Regions from separate parts of the Sus scrofa genome. Here region 1 is linked to region 2. The links are chromatin contacts, called in public Hi-C maps. All regions are on one chromosome and are shown on one strand. Each heading gives the region's core, a stretch centred on a gene start, on an enhancer-like site or on the middle of the called end of the contact. The rest is flanking DNA. Distances are from core to core; before and after follow the strand shown. Region 1 overlaps MAML3 (mastermind-like protein 3). Region 2 overlaps LOC110262151 (a long non-coding RNA gene).

Evidence for each region. A called contact is a pair of places that touch in the nucleus more often than the background predicts.
Region 1: a contact with region 2 is called in a Hi-C map of epiblast stem cells, with 2.4 times the contacts expected there. The contact joins two enhancer-like sites. A contact is called at or near these places in 12 of 47 Hi-C or Micro-C datasets (alveolar macrophages, brain, embryonic fibroblasts and 9 more) and 1 of 2 datasets of contacts at active chromatin or transcription factors (skeletal muscle).

Annotation. Positions count from the first base shown.
Region 1 is chr8:87,289,271-87,293,490 of Sscrofa11.1, forward strand. All of the region lies in intron 4 of MAML3 (mastermind-like protein 3), which reads left to right. Among named protein-coding and RNA genes, the nearest start is that of MGST2, 100 kb to the right of the region's middle. Within about 2 kb of position 1,946, at least 71 of the 83 cell types and tissues checked have an H3K27ac peak or open chromatin away from gene starts, as enhancers often do. A contact at or near this core is called in epiblast stem cells, where this site is marked.
Region 2 is chr8:86,736,123-86,740,716 of Sscrofa11.1, forward strand. The region is part of intron 2 of LOC110262151 (a long non-coding RNA gene); the gene reads left to right. Among named protein-coding and RNA genes, the nearest start is that of SCOC, 48 kb to the left of the region's middle. Within about 2 kb of position 3,334, at least 3 of the 83 cell types and tissues checked have an H3K27ac peak or open chromatin away from gene starts, as enhancers often do. A contact at or near this core is called in epiblast stem cells, where this site is marked.

The DNA of each region.
Region 1 (4,220 bases), core at 696-3,195, 550 kb after region 2:
GATGCAGGACCACTGACCTTTCTGGAAGAATCATGGCGCCATAATCTCCTTTCAGAACTCTTGGGTTTACATTCCCTGAGCTGCCCTCGGAAATTTTGAGAGTTCTTCTTCCAAATGCAGAAGAATTTTCAATAGAAACCTAAGAAATGCAGCACCCTGAATTGCTCTTGAAAATGCAGGGCTTGCAATCCAGTCAGGGCACAGAGAGTGCTCAAGCCCCAGAATGCAGTTTGTGCCTATAAACCAGGATTATCTGCCCAGGTGTTTCTTAAAATGTGGGTGTGGTAATTCTCAGAGGGCATGTTAAACTGTTCCCAGGGGCTCTGATTCAGGAGGCCTGCCCGCCCCCCCCCAGCCTGAGAATTTGCATTTCTAACAAGCTCTCAGGTGATGCTAATGGTGCCAGTTCTGGAACCACACTTTGAGAAGCCCTGATTTAGCCCATCATGGTTTCCCAGCAGCCCGCACTGGAGGTGGGAGAGGTTTCAGCACCTTCCTGAGCATCTTCTTAGCACTTTCTCTCTACAGCTCTTTCAAAGTTTCTCTTGCTGAGGGAGGAGTCCTATGGATGTGATTTTCATTTGAGAAGGTGGAGATTGAGACAGAGACATCAAATGGGTCCTGGAGCCTCTTAGTGCCAGTTCCCCACCCTTGAGCCCCTGGGAGACACAGCCAGATGCCTCCGCACAGCCTCCTAGGGAGTGTGGGTTCTCTGCCCTGAAACCGCTGAACTATTTCTCGGCAAGTGATGTTCTATGTGAAACGTCAGCTTCCACCTTTGAAAATACTTCGTCCTTCTGAAGCTTAAAATTTGAACAGTGCCTTTGCAGGAGAAAGCCCCAAAGTGTGAGGTTGGACATAGAAATGTCTTGATGTATAGAATCTAGGCAAAATTCCGTTTGGGCTGGAAAAAAAATTTTTTTTTTAATGAGTTGATCCACTTCAGTGTGTGAAAAGCCCAGAATTGTCTTCTGGGGCATGCTTTTTGTGTATGCATTGATTTTACATTTTCCTACCGGTGAACAACTCTCCTAGCAGCCCCCAAGCCCTCTGCTCCCACTTCCTTCCAGGCGGCTGGCACACACGGCCTGGCGGGAAGGGGATGGGGCAGGCACGGCGCCCCTGGGGCGCACAGCTGCCACACCGGCTGTAGAGCAGGGCGGAGTTCCTGGGGCCCTGGGCGGAAGACCTCCCGGCCCCCCGCGCCGCCCCCGCCAGCGCCCAGACCGCCGCGTCGGTTTCTTTGTTAAGGACGCCTGCGCGGAGAGTCATCTTCAGGCCGGCCGGGGGCGCACGGGCCACACTTCTGACTTCTTAGAGTCCCCTAAGGACTTGTAAGCTTACGGGCTCGAGTTGAGAGGCTAAATTACGCCCCAGGGGACTTTTTAAGTAAAATCCTAAATTTCATTGAGGCAGTTTGCAGGCCCTGCGGTGGCAAAGACATTGAGCCCAGGCTCGCCTCCCCGCGCCGGCTTGGTTGCAGCTGGGGCTGCGAGGAAGCCCGTCCCTCTCGGCCAGCCGGCCCCGGGGTCTGGGGTGCACCACTCTCCCTCCCGTCTCGGGTCGCCACCGTCCCCATCACGTCCTCCAGCTCCCGGCCCTTCCGTTTCCTTCCACGGCTTCCCCCACCCCCCACGTGAGATCTCGCTCTCCTCGGGCTGGAAGCAAAGTCGGTAATAAGAAACCAGTTCAGTGTCAGTCGGAGATGGGGGTGGGGGGAGATAACCCCAGAGATACAGGGCAATGGAGAGAGAACTCATTTTGTGTAAAGAGGGCCTCCAGTCACCAGGGAATTCCTGGATTGTCTCAGGCTGTCGTGTGTGATGTCCATCACGCCATGCGAACACCATCTGCTCGATATTATGCTCTCAGTTGCCAGGCTACCTGCTGTACGCAGTAACACTTGACTGCCTGGCTCCACGCTCGCAGCGTTAGCCCAGACGCGCGGGGCGGGGGGACGGGGTGGGGGAGGAAGGCGAGTCATGATTAAGCCATCTGCAAGCTGGGGGTGGGGGACACGCCGCGCGGGCGGAGCGGGCGGAGCAGGCGGGCTGGCAGCGAGGGCCGGGCTGACACCACCATCTGCTGGGGCAGGAGGAGAACAGCAGCTGCGTTCTTGCCGGAGGAGAACACCTGAAAAAAGACTGAAGCCCTAGGCTGCCTCCAGCCACTTCGCAAAGTCCGGGCACCCTCTCATCCCCGCCGGCCGCCTTTTGCCGTCCCCCGCCGCCCTCCATCCCCAAGGAGCTAGTCATCGTTGGTTTGCCGCCAGCAACCCCGGCCCTTCTCACCCAAATACTCTGCATGTTCTTGAAAACACATAAGAGAAATAAAGCTTCCCTACGCACAGATTTATAAATAAACAGCTGGCTGCTCTTGAGAGATATTTTTACCACAGCTGTTTTTTTGAAGTAGAAAACTGCTTCTTTGGGGAAGGTGGGGTGTTTTTTACACCTCCTACCTCTCTCCAGCCCTTAGAAAATTGCAGGGATCTTTTCCCTGGAGGAGAAGATACGTAAAATAGGTTCCTTGGTTTTGATTCCCCCCCCACCTTTATTTTAGTGAAGCATGAGAGCTTTGGGGAGTAATGAAGATCTATGTATTCAATTGGATTTCTGAGGGGAAGAGACGGAATTAAGATTCTGGGTAGAAGGCAAGGGAGGTCGTTGGGCCGGGGGTGGAGTAGAGAACAAGCTAGTAATTAAAACTAAAAATACTGCATCATTTGGCTTCAAGGCATTACATTTCTGGTGACGAAAGCTCAGCCTGGTTTTTCTCTAATTGCACACCCAGTGTGTGTCCTCCTTAGAAACAAGAGCAGTGGCTTGAAATCCTGAAATTCTCCAGACTATTGCTCATTAAGCCTTCTCAGACTGGAGGTTAAAAGCCACCATGTCATATGAAACAGCTAATGGCCTCACCAGCTCAATTTGTAAGGTGAGTCACTCCGTGCATGTGTCTTTGCACTGGGCTCACACCCCTGAGCCTGGGGCTCTAGGTGTCACTGCTGTTGAAGCAGCAGAGCTGGTTGGGAAAGTCCTACAGCTGGATCAACCTCGGATCACGGATGTTGCACATAGCCCAGGAGTCCCTGTCGTGGCTCAGTGGTTAATGACTCTGACTAGGAATCATGAGGTTGCAGGTTTGATCCCTGGCCTTGCTCAGTGGGTTAAGGATCCGGCTTTGCCGTGAGCTGTGGTGTGGGTCACAGATGCGGCTCAGATCCTGCGTTGCTGTGGCTCTGGTGTAGGCTGCCAGCTACAGCTCTGATTAGACCCCTAGCCTGGGAACCTCCATATGCCTCGGGAGCAGCCCAAGAAAAGGCAAAAATACTAATAAATAAATAAATAAATAAGTACATGGCCCTTGTCTAAAGGTCTTCAGTGAGAAACCTGAAGGCAAAACTTTTGGGTGGGAATCATTTGGAGAAATACATAATCCAGGGAAGCAGTAAGCAGACTATCACTTTGGGAAGGTATTTCCCCCACCGTGCTTTTCAGGTACAGGTCTCCTTCCCCAACCCTGGGGCCCCCATGTGAACGCAGAGCATTCCTGTGAAACCTTTCCTAAGCCGGAATGGCTTAAAGCCAAGAAGAGGCAAGTGCCTTAGGACATGTCTTGCTAAGAATGTGCAAAATAAATAAAGGGCAGATGCTCTCGCACAATCCAAAGCTCTGGCAGCTTGATGCTGAGATGCTGAGTGTAGTTCCTGGGGAAGGAGCCTGGTGGCGCCACTCCTGCTGCTGGGGCTGCCAGCTGCCTCTGTAATCATTCTCTGCAAAACAAACACTGAACACTATGTTAAATTTTCACCTTTTCTTCATAAAAGCAGAAGTCCTCTTCAGATGTCTTTTGGTTAGCAAAACAGGTACCAGTGTCGGGCTTTGGTAAAAGCAAAGTGGCGTAAAGTGAACTTTCAGAAAGTGGGGGATTTCTTTTTGGTCCGGGAAGACAGGGGCCAGAAGTGCTTAGATGATGCTACATCCTGACCTCGTTTGCCTTGATCTTTCTTTCTGGTGCAGAGAAGGCTGGGGAGGCCACACATCGCTACCTGCCACTCCCGGGCAAGCTCACAGGTCTCACAGGACCAGAATCTCTCAAAGTGCACAAAGATAAACAGGGCCAGCCCAGGCCAGGCCTCTCATAAAATCAGGCTGAAGAAAACCAGATCTTCCCTTGGGTCTCATTTTCTTTCCTGCTCTCTCCTCCTTATCAAAATT
Region 2 (4,594 bases), core at 2,084-4,583:
CCCTGGGACTTCACAATCTCATGCTGGCCCACACTTGGCCTTTAGCAATTCTTTAAGCATTTCTAGTTTAATCTTTTTAGCAGCTTTTATGGCATTTGGCAGCATCTGTCTCAGGTGAGCAAACACTTGAATCCTTTTTCTCCCTGCAGGCCTTTGTCTTTCTCTTGGTTTTAAGTTAGCAGTTTGCCTGCAATATCAGTTCTCTGATAGGTTCAGGCAGAGTTGTTAGTTTTATATTTATCTAGCTTTTTCATATTGTAACAAGGGGAAAATGGTGTTACCAGCTCTTCAATCTCTGAGCTTTAACCAGAACCATTATTTGTGTTTTCAAATTGAACTTTTATCAGCATTAACGTGATTTTGAAAGTTTGGGAGGATTTTTTGCAACAGCCCCCAAATACCTCTCTAGATTTATTTGGAAACTGGAACTGGGAATCACCAATAAAGAAGGTATAAAACTATGATGGAATAGTATTTCATGTCACTAATTTATATAGATTTTTCTTCTCTGTATGTTTCTCTCACTCAAATGTGGAGCTGATTCAGTGCCTCAAGCAGGTTATGTGGGGAGTTCCCATCATGGCTCAGTGGAAATAAACCTGACTAGTATCCATGAGGTCGCCAGTTCGATCCCTGGCCTTCCTCATTGGGTTAAGGATCTGGCATTGGCGTGAGCTGTGGTGTAGGTCACAGATGTGGCTCGGATCCTGCATGGCTGTGGCTGTGGCATAGGCTGGCAGCTGCAGCTCTGATTTTACCCTTAGCCTGGGAACCTCCATATGCCGCAGGTGTGGCCCTACAAAGATGAAAAAAAAAAAAAAAAAAAAAAGAGGGATATGTGGTAGGACAGAAAGAAGTGACTTCCAAGAATTTCTGGGTTTTGTTTCCTAATGTCTGAGCCTATTGTATAACTTAGCAGGTTTGCTGGCAAAGAGGGTAACAGAAGGAAGAGAAGCCTTTTCCAAACTAGAAGAGAGGTCCTTGTACTGGGACTGGAGATCAGGGAAGGTGTTCAAATAGAGCAGGAGGAGGCTGCAAGAACCCATAAGGGAGGCACTGCATACACCACCCAGGTAGACAGGACATCAAGCCTCCAAAAGATTCTCTGGACTTAGGTATAACTTGAATTGTTTAAAAAAAAAAAAAAAGTTCCCATCATGGCGCAGTGGAAATGAAACCGACTAGGAACCATGAGGTTGAGGGTTCGATCCCTGGATCCCTGGCCTCGCACAGTGGGTTAAGGATCCAGCGTTGCCATGAGCTGTGGTGAAGATCTGGCATTGCTGTGGCTATGGTGTAGGCCTGCAGCTGTAACTCGGTTTGGACCCCTAGCCTGGGAACCTAGCTACATAAGCCACAGGTGCAGCCCTAAAAAGAAAAAAAAAGTGTAAAAAAATTAATAAACAGAAAACTCAGTTAAAATAGTCAGAAGAAAAGTTCCCACCATGGCACATCAGAAATGAATCCAACTAGGAACCATGAGGTTGTGGGTTTGATCCCTGGCCTCACTTAGTGGGAGCCGCACCTTGGATCTGGCCTTGCTGGGGCTGTGATGTAGGCTGGCAGCTGTAGCTCTGATTCGACCCCTCACCTGGGAACCTCCACATGCCATAGGTGCAGCCCTGCAAAGACCAAAAAAAAAAAAATTAAATAGTCAGGAGACCAGAAGGGGAGCTCTCATGCTCTGTGACAGCAGCAGAGCCCAATAGGGAAAAGGCAGACTGCTCTTCTTTGCTGGCAAGGCCTCAGCCAATGAAAAGCCATGGGCTCTCTGTTTACTATCTTCCCCAATGTCCTTTTCTACTCTATAAAAGAGTTCTCTCCATTCATGCTGGGGACCTCAAATCGCAATTCTCTGCTGATCCCAAATAAGCCCATCTTTGCTGGAGAAATAGCTGGCGGACTGTTTGATTAAGGTCAACAGAAGCATCAGAGTACCACCAGTCCTGAAAAGCTCTTAGGACCAAACACAAGGAAATCTCCGTGGAAACCTTTGAGACAGATGGAAAATACCAGAGTACCCCACCTCCACACTCCAGAATATGCTAGACACTTGAGGTGACCTTGAGGGAGGAAGGGGGAAGGTCACCAGCATGACTGAAGTTATACTTTTCTCATGAGCCTGGAGATATCAGGGCTCAAGTTCAAATTTAGCTAATTTCTAAAATGACAGATTTAATTTCGCTTGCACACCTTTATGTGTGGACCTAGAATCATACCTGCTACAAAAGGATTCCATTCCCGGGGACCTAGTCACCATTCTATTTGGTTAATACGTTTTAGAGTCTAGTGACTCAAGATTTCTTTCCACTTAGATATATCTGAGGCCTTCGATGTACCCTCCATTGTAAGGACTCCTCCTGGGTTGGGGTGGGTGGGGTGGTAGAGACAGCAGGGGAAAGACAGTTCAAATGAATCCCCCAAGTGATTCTGAAAAGATTCCTGCTCCACCCTAGCTCCCCTTGCCCACCCTGCCCTGAGAATATCTCTTCTTTTTTAAAGAGGTGGTCCACTTAGGACTCTTGAACAAAGACACAGTCAAGGCTCTTAAGCAGGAGGTGTGTCCTTACAAAGGTGCAGGTAAAGCAAACAGATTTCTGTGACAACATATAGTGCTGTATACACAAGCTGAAAGGATGACCGTTATTTGCATGACAAATAACTAAAGAATAAGTGTATTTGTAAATCTGTGGCTCCAAGAGAAAAAAAAATCCCTGGCTTTCCTTCTTGGAAAGTAGTTATTGACTTGGGAAACTGCCCCCGTTCTGACCCGGCCTCCCACTGAGGATGTAAGAGGGATCCTGAGAAACTGACATAAGCATCTGAATGAAATATCCCCAAAGTGCACAATTGAGAGAATTACCACACTTCTCCCATTCAGTGCTGTTGAGTGATGCTGGCACTGGGCGAGAGCTCCCGGATAGGACCACAGCAGGGATGTATGTTTTTGGCTGGTGTTTCTGCTAATGAGACTGCACCTGACCGCGAATAAGTGTCAGGCATGGACAACCCATTTTGTATTAAATTTTCCCAAGCGTCTGTCCGATGCCCTTCTGGAGAGACCCAATTAGGGACTTGGTTGTGGGACTCATTTTCTGATTTCTGGAAATGTTTCACCACCACGAAAGACCGCAGCAACCTGATCTCTTGCAGCTGCTGTGCAGGTTGCATGTACCTCTCTGCTATAATAAAGTCATATTGTCACACTCCTCTCCTCTTGGGGGTGGGGATGGGGGGGAAGGCAAGAAGCAGGTAGAGACTTCTACAATCCAGGTTCAAGTGTTCCAAAGCCTGCTGAGAGGAATCACTCCTCTGAGTCCACCAGAGGGTGTGGGTGTTGCCGAAGACACTCTGAAGAGAACTAGTTGCCCCACAGAGAGGTGAGGCATGGGCTCTGCTTGGGCCTGCTAATGGAAGACATCCTGGGAACAGAAAATGCCCATCCAGGGACTGGGTGAAACATGGTTTTGAGAGTTTGCCTCCACGACAGAACACCAGTTAGGAGCTCAGGCTCTGGAGTTAAGAATGAGTTTGAGGGGAAACGGGTGAGGGAGGGATAAATTGGAGGTTGAGATTAATGTATGCATACTGCTGTATGTAAAAGAGATCAACAAGGACCTACTTGTAGCACAGGGAGCTCGACTCAATATTTTGTATTAACCTATAAGGGAAAGGAATCTGAAAAATATATGTATATATTTATACATATGTATAACTGAATCACTGTGCTGTACACCTGAAATGCACAGAGCATTATAGATCAACTATACTTCAATTTTAAAAAGAGAGTTTGAGGAGTTCCCATCGTGGCTCAGCGGAAACGAATCTGACTAGGGAGCATGAGGTTGCAGGCTCCATCCCTGGCCTCGCTCAGAGGGTTAAGGATCCGGTGTTGCCGTGAGCTGTGGTGTAAGTTGCAGACACAGCTTGGATCCTGCACTGCTGTGGTTGTGGCATAGGCCTGCAGGTGTAGCTCCAATTAGACCCCTAGCCTAGGAACCTCCATATGCCATGGGTGCAGCCCTAAAAAGCCAAAAAAAAGAAAAAGAGTTTGAATCCCATTCTACCCCTTCTTGGTTGTATGGTCTCACGTTAGTCACTAAAATATAAAAATGAGACTAGACATGTAGCTGTCTCACAGGGCTATTGTGAGGACTAGATGAGGGCATGCAGTACAGAGCCCACGGAGCTAACACAATACATGTTCCGTATTGTTAGCCACATTACTCCCTTTTAAAATATTTAAGCTACAGTCTACTACTTTGTATCATTACTCAAAGGTCACTTCCCCCTAGAAAAGGAATGTCTGTTGACATCCAGAGGAAACAGAGATTTGCATTTTTATTATTTCACTCACGACAAAGAGAAAAGACACCACATTCTGTTCAGGGGATTTGTTGGAGTCAAAAAAATAGGTTCTTTATGTAGGAGTCCAGACATATTGTGGGGACACTGACTTGCCACCTAACCCTCAGGTTCTTGATAGAAAGTGTGATCCAGTGCTTGATTCTCTTGGATTCAAGGGACTCAGGCCCATTTGGTGAAAGGAGGTTATCGAATGAATAGACAGAAAAAGAAAAAAATGGCGGGGAAC